Regions from separate parts of the Mus musculus genome. Here region 2 is linked to region 1. Evidence: chromatin contacts called from public HiChIP or PLAC-seq data. All regions are on one chromosome and are shown on one strand. The core of a region is the stretch at or near the end of the contact, and the rest is flanking DNA. Distances in the headings are between cores, read along the strand shown. Region 1 holds the start of Dtnbp1 (dystrobrevin binding protein 1). Region 2 overlaps Jarid2 (jumonji, AT rich interactive domain 2).

What was found. HiChIP or PLAC-seq counts read pairs in DNA pulled down with a chosen protein or histone mark.
Region 2: a contact with region 1 is called in an H3K4me3 HiChIP or PLAC-seq map of the 230-238 cell line, with 17 read pairs. The contact joins the enhancer-like site here to the promoter of Dtnbp1 in region 1. A contact is called at or near these places in 2 of 15 datasets of contacts at CTCF or cohesin (the G1E-ER4 cell line and the NIH/3T3 cell line), 2 of 484 Hi-C or Micro-C datasets (centroblasts and myeloid progenitors), 6 of 115 datasets of contacts at active chromatin or transcription factors (the 230-238 cell line, the SCID.adh cell line, astrocytes and 2 more) and 2 of 9 other capture datasets (adipose tissue and liver).

What each region holds. Positions count from the first base shown.
Region 1 is chr13:45,000,788-45,003,409 of GRCm38.p6, forward strand. It overlaps Dtnbp1 (dystrobrevin binding protein 1), which reads right to left and starts at 1,309. Exons shown (of 10, transcript NM_025772.4): 1 at 1,130-1,309. The coding sequence starts at 1,185.
Region 2 is chr13:44,798,898-44,801,519 of GRCm38.p6, forward strand. All of the region lies in intron 1 of Jarid2 (jumonji, AT rich interactive domain 2), which reads left to right. Among named protein-coding and RNA genes, the nearest start is that of Jarid2, 69 kb to the left of the region's middle. Within about 2 kb of position 1,289, at least 94 of the 459 cell types and tissues checked have an H3K27ac peak or open chromatin away from gene starts, as enhancers often do. A contact at or near this core is called in the 230-238 cell line, adipose tissue, centroblasts and 2 more, where this site is marked.

The sequences.
Region 1 (2,622 bases), core at 59-2,558:
TAAAATCATCAATAATGCTTTATATACATTGGACACCTTCAAGTATCTGACAGCTTGTTACTATTCAACAGGCAAATGGTATAAAGCAGTTTTTTTGTTCCACGAGATGGGAGATCGGCTGTCATTTTTCCCATTAATTATTAAAGTATAGCATTATGACAAAGGTGCCCTCACATCAGGAACATTCGCCAAACATATGACAGACCAGCAGGGGGGGATGGTGGTGGATGCCTGAAATCACGTTGCATTGGGGCAGCTGAATCAGGGAGTATTCCCACCAGTTCAAGTCTGATCTAGGGTAAAGTATCTGTGAGGCGCTGTCTCAAAACAAAAGCCTGAACAAACCAGAGGGATGGCAGATTCTTTACAACGTGACTTTTTGTAAAGCAATAAAAGGAATTATAAACGAAAAGCCATACAAACAGTGCTTCCTGCCTATTTAACACAGCCACTAATAGTCCCATTAAACTGCGAGCGAGATAAGCACCATCACTATCTTACAGTACAGTAAGCAGAGACAAGAGACCCGGTAACTCGCAGTCAGGTTAAGAGGTAAAATCCTACAATAGTGCTTTAGGCAGCCTGGTACCCACTCAAGTTCCCCGACTTTGTAGCACATCGGAATCCCGTGACATTCCAGCTTAACCCAAGCTCAGAGAGGGCGAGAGCCAGGAGATTGCGAAAGGTTCCCGGGGGCGTCCAAAGTTTAGGCAACTCCGGGTGTGAACAGCTCCGCTCCAGTTCTGTCCCTCTGGGCCCAGCTCCTCCGTCACGGTGTTAAACCAGGGTAAAGGCAGAGAAGGCCGGAGAAGGGGTGGTCAAGGATCGGGCCGAATGGCCCGGTGTCCCCGCTGAAAGAGGAGGGGAAGGCGGGGGCCCGTGAGTCCTGCCCCGGGGTAGGCCGGCGGGCTTCCAGAGCAGAGGACACAGCCTCTCACGTGACCATCCTGCCCCGTCAAGCAGAGCTGCCCCGCGACAGGGCAGGAGGGCATCCCTCCCGCTGCGACCAAAGTGACTCGGTGCCGCCGCCGGGACACCGGGAAGTTCGTTGTCTCCGCGCGCCGACCGGACGGCAGCCCCGCGCCCACGCGCGTGGGGGAGCCCTTTCGGCCGCCCACCGCGTACTCACCCGGAGGTGAAATCCTGCTGTACGCTCAGCAGCCGCTCGCGCAGGGTCTCCAGCATCGCGTCCCCTCCCTCAGGCCTCGCGCCACCGCGCCCTCGGACGCCGTCGGGCGTCCCCTCGCCCCGCGCGTCGGCTCTCGCTTCACCGCGCCGCCGCCGCCGCAGCCTCCCCGGCCGCCGCGCCTTCCGCGTCCCCGCCCCCCTCCGCGCGCCCGGCCGGCGCAGCCGCAGTGCGGCGCTCAGGGGAGGCTCGCGCGGCGCCGAGGGGCGGGGCCTTCGCGAGCGCGCTCGCCCGCTCTGCAGACAGGGCGGGAAGCCGGCCTTCTCCAAGGTTATGACTGCTTCTTGGAAGGATGATTTCAGGCCCCTGCATCCTTTAGTTGAAGGGTTGGTTGGCTTTCGAAGGTCGGAAGAGCGCTGCGGGAATCTCCTGGGTGGCTGCGCCTCCCTATAACAACACTGCTTTGGTACTCCGTATTGGGGTTTGTCGGTGATGATCACCTGTCTCCAAACCCTTACTTTGCCCACTCTAGATCTTTGACTGACCCCGTCAAATTTCTGTGCCCTTCATCTCTCCATGTTGCCAAAGCCATGTTTCCCCTCCTCTGCCCCCTTGTGGGGGTGGAACTCGGTTTCTTGCATACCAAGGCTCTCCCACTGAGCCAACCCTCTTTATTCTGTGCGTCAATCTTTTCTCAACCTTTCAGTTATCCTCAGAGCAGTTGCTCACCTTTTTTCTTCCTTTCATCCCTTCTGTCCCAAAACTACGTGCACAGACTCCTCCTCCTCTCTATGCACTTTCCCTGGGCTAGTCTAGCCGTCATCTATTGTAGGGTACTCCTCTGTTTTTGCTTGCCCCCTTCCTTTCCTCTCAGTTGTTTCACCGCGTTGTCCCCGGGACATCTCAAGCATCCTTTGTGGCATACTAGACAAGCACTCTGGCAGTGGGTGACATCCCCAGCCCTTCCACGTGGAAAAGGGGATTAAAACACTCCGAGCCTTTTCTACTCAGGAAAGACGACTACTGAGCTAGGAAGTTGGATATTTAGTCATGCTTTTTTTTTTCCTTGAGTGCAGACTTCCAAAATGAGGATTCATTTTGCTTTAAGACTGGCTACCAGGGTGACACCCTCTTTTTTAAATGACAAGATGGTCAAGGTTATAAGAGGTTCAGTATCAGGAGCTCAGCTTCTCTATCAATATTAGTCATGTGTTTCATTAGCTGTATCAAAATAGAATCGAGGAGTTAGCTTCCTGCTAGGGTTTGCACGTAAATTGTTTCTACAGATTTATATGCTTGAACTCTCTTGTGTGAGAAATATGGACCCTCACTTCATAATAAGAGCCCCGTAGACTTGGAGTAGTGTAAGTGTGGCAATTCATTTTTGCCACTTGGCAAAGCCAGGCACCAGCCCAGAATGGCAGGCCCGCTGAGCATCGAGAACAGCTTTTGCAACCCCAAAGCAGGGCCCTTTTCCCCTTTAGTCTTTGTTTGAA
Region 2 (2,622 bases), core at 39-2,538, 200 kb before region 1:
TTGTTTTAATTTTTGGGGACATTGCAAAGGCAGAGGGCACATATGGAGAAATGGGGAGATACACAGGATTGGGGTGTGCTATGTGAAAGTTACAATGAATCAGTAAAAGTAGTCTGGTTGAGCCAGTAGGGTGGGTGTGTTTAATTTCTTGTTGATGAAGATTATTAATATGTCATACAGGGCAATTGCCACCTCACTGCATGCAGTTCAAACACTTTCTACTTCTCAGTGCTGTTTAAATCTTAATATCTGACATGTTTGTTTTAGTAGAAATTGTTTTTCTAGTGTCTGCTGTTGTTTTTTTAAAAATAAATTAAGCCATATCCACCTGTTTGCTGTGTGGTGGGTGTAGGGAGGAAGGTGTGCCTTGATATAGTGTTTCTCTCTATCATGAGGATCTGAGGCATGGAACTTAGGGCAGCAGGCTTTGGACAGCACCTTCATCCTGTGACATCTTGCTCTTCTTCTGTGGCTATTTTGGTATAGTTTCCTTTCTCTGGTTTCCTAGTGTTCACTGCCACAATGTAGGTAGGATGCTTGGCTACCTTTTCTTTTTTCCTGTATGCTGATAGTGAGTAGTATTCATTAGGATGGGCTCTTTGTGTTGTCACATTTATTTGTTTAAGGTGACAATTGTGGGAAAGAAGGAGTCCTTATATAAAGTCAAAATTTGTGCTAAAGAACAGCTGTATTTGAAAGATAAGTTGATATGTTAAAAAGTTTATTTTTGGAGCCCAGGTAGTGGTAGCTGGCATGGAATTGGACTGTGACTTACACCAGGATGCACCGAAACTCAGACTTACCCACTTCTGGTCCCCGAGGGCTGGGTCATTATGTAAAGATTTCTTTTTATTTTTAACTAAGTGCACGTGCGTATGTCAGAGAGAGGTACGTGCAGGATACAGAAGAGGATTTGTGGATTCTCATGGAGCTGGAGTTACAGGTTTTGAACTGTTTGGCATGGTGCTAGAAACAGAACTCTGCTCTTGCCAGAGCTCTTACTCACTGAGTCGGAGCAGTCTTTCCATGAGACAGGAACTTACCATTTGGCCTAGGCTGTCTTTCAAGTCACGGAGATCTACATGCCTCTTCCTGTCCAGTGATGGGATTTAAAGGTGTGCACCATCACTCCTAGCCCCTTTTTACTAATAAGACTATTAAAAATACTGGCATAGTGATATTACAGAAGTCTGGCTTGCCTAGCTAGCAGTCTTGAGATGCCCGAGAACCGTATTGGGTCATACCCAATGAGGTAGCAAGTAGTCAGCTCTGAACTTAGGCAGCGACCATGACGCACCCACTGATGGTCGCTTTTTTTCCCTTTTCCTTTTAAAGAGTGAAATAAAAGAGACTGTTCTCAAGAGGAAGTGTGTTTTCTGCCCACGCTTTCCTTCCTGTCCCTGTGATGTTAGGGAAAATGTTAATTTGGTGGTTTTGTATAATTTTCTTGTCAGTGGAAAAGTGAAACATTGGTGCAGAGAAGTAGCAGCTCCCCCACTCCAGCCTCTGTCTTCTCCTTTGCTGGGTGGACCTATTTACACGAAGGTTCCTTTCCCCCATGCAGTCTTTCCTGCTCCTGCACATTTGGCCTGGAAAATTTGCAAGCTGTTCTCACATATACTTGAAATTTTACTTTGCAGTAGCATAGTAAGGTGAGTGTAGGGAGTCTCAGCATTTGCATAAGGGAATGGTGTAGTCCAGTGGGTTTCACCTGTGCCATGACCAACAAAGACAACCTTTGTTTCTAAAAATACTTATATTATATATGTTTCATAGAGTAGCAAAATTTCACTTATGAAATAGCAAGGAAGATGATTTTATGGTTGGTCACCACAACCTGAGTAGCTGTATGAAAGGGTCACAGCATTAGGAAGGTGGAGAACTGCTGCAGTAGATAGTAATTAGTTTGGTCTTTTGTTTAAGGACCTGCCACTTGCTACACTTGGTTGACCAGGTTTCCCCAGAAAAGGTCTTATGCTGTACAATAGAAATTATTGATATGCCTGTCAGTTTTTGTTTTGTTTTTTTTTTTAAATTTATGAGTACACTGTTTTCAGATACACCAGAAGAGGGCATCTTATCCCATTACAGATGGTTGTGAACCACCATGTGATTGCTGGGAATTGAACCCAGGGCCTCTGGAATAGCAGTCAGTGCTTTTAACCGCCAAGCCGTCTCTCCAGTCCCCTTTATTCATTTAAACTTTTTTTTCCTTCAAAGATTGATATATATATATATATATATATATATATATATATATATATTAATTATGTGAACTGTTTTCAGACACACCAGAAGCCAATTATTTTATTACTACTTGCTTAGTCTTTTCGTTTGTATGCAATGTTTTCTCATCTTAAACTTCTGACCTCCTAAACCCCTCCACTTTCCTATCCCCGACCTCCCCTTGCTGCACCCACCATTTCACTGGCCTTTCACTTTGGCTACTGGAGGTCTAAACTGAGGTCTTCATTCTTGCTCAGAAAAGCACTTTTTGCTCTGAGCCCTCTAGCCTCAGTCCCCAGACTTTAGTAAATGGAAAGGAATAAATAATAGAGGAAAGTGGTAGGATTGTATGAGCGGGATCTGGTGATGCCTACACTGATCAATAAGCGTTAACCT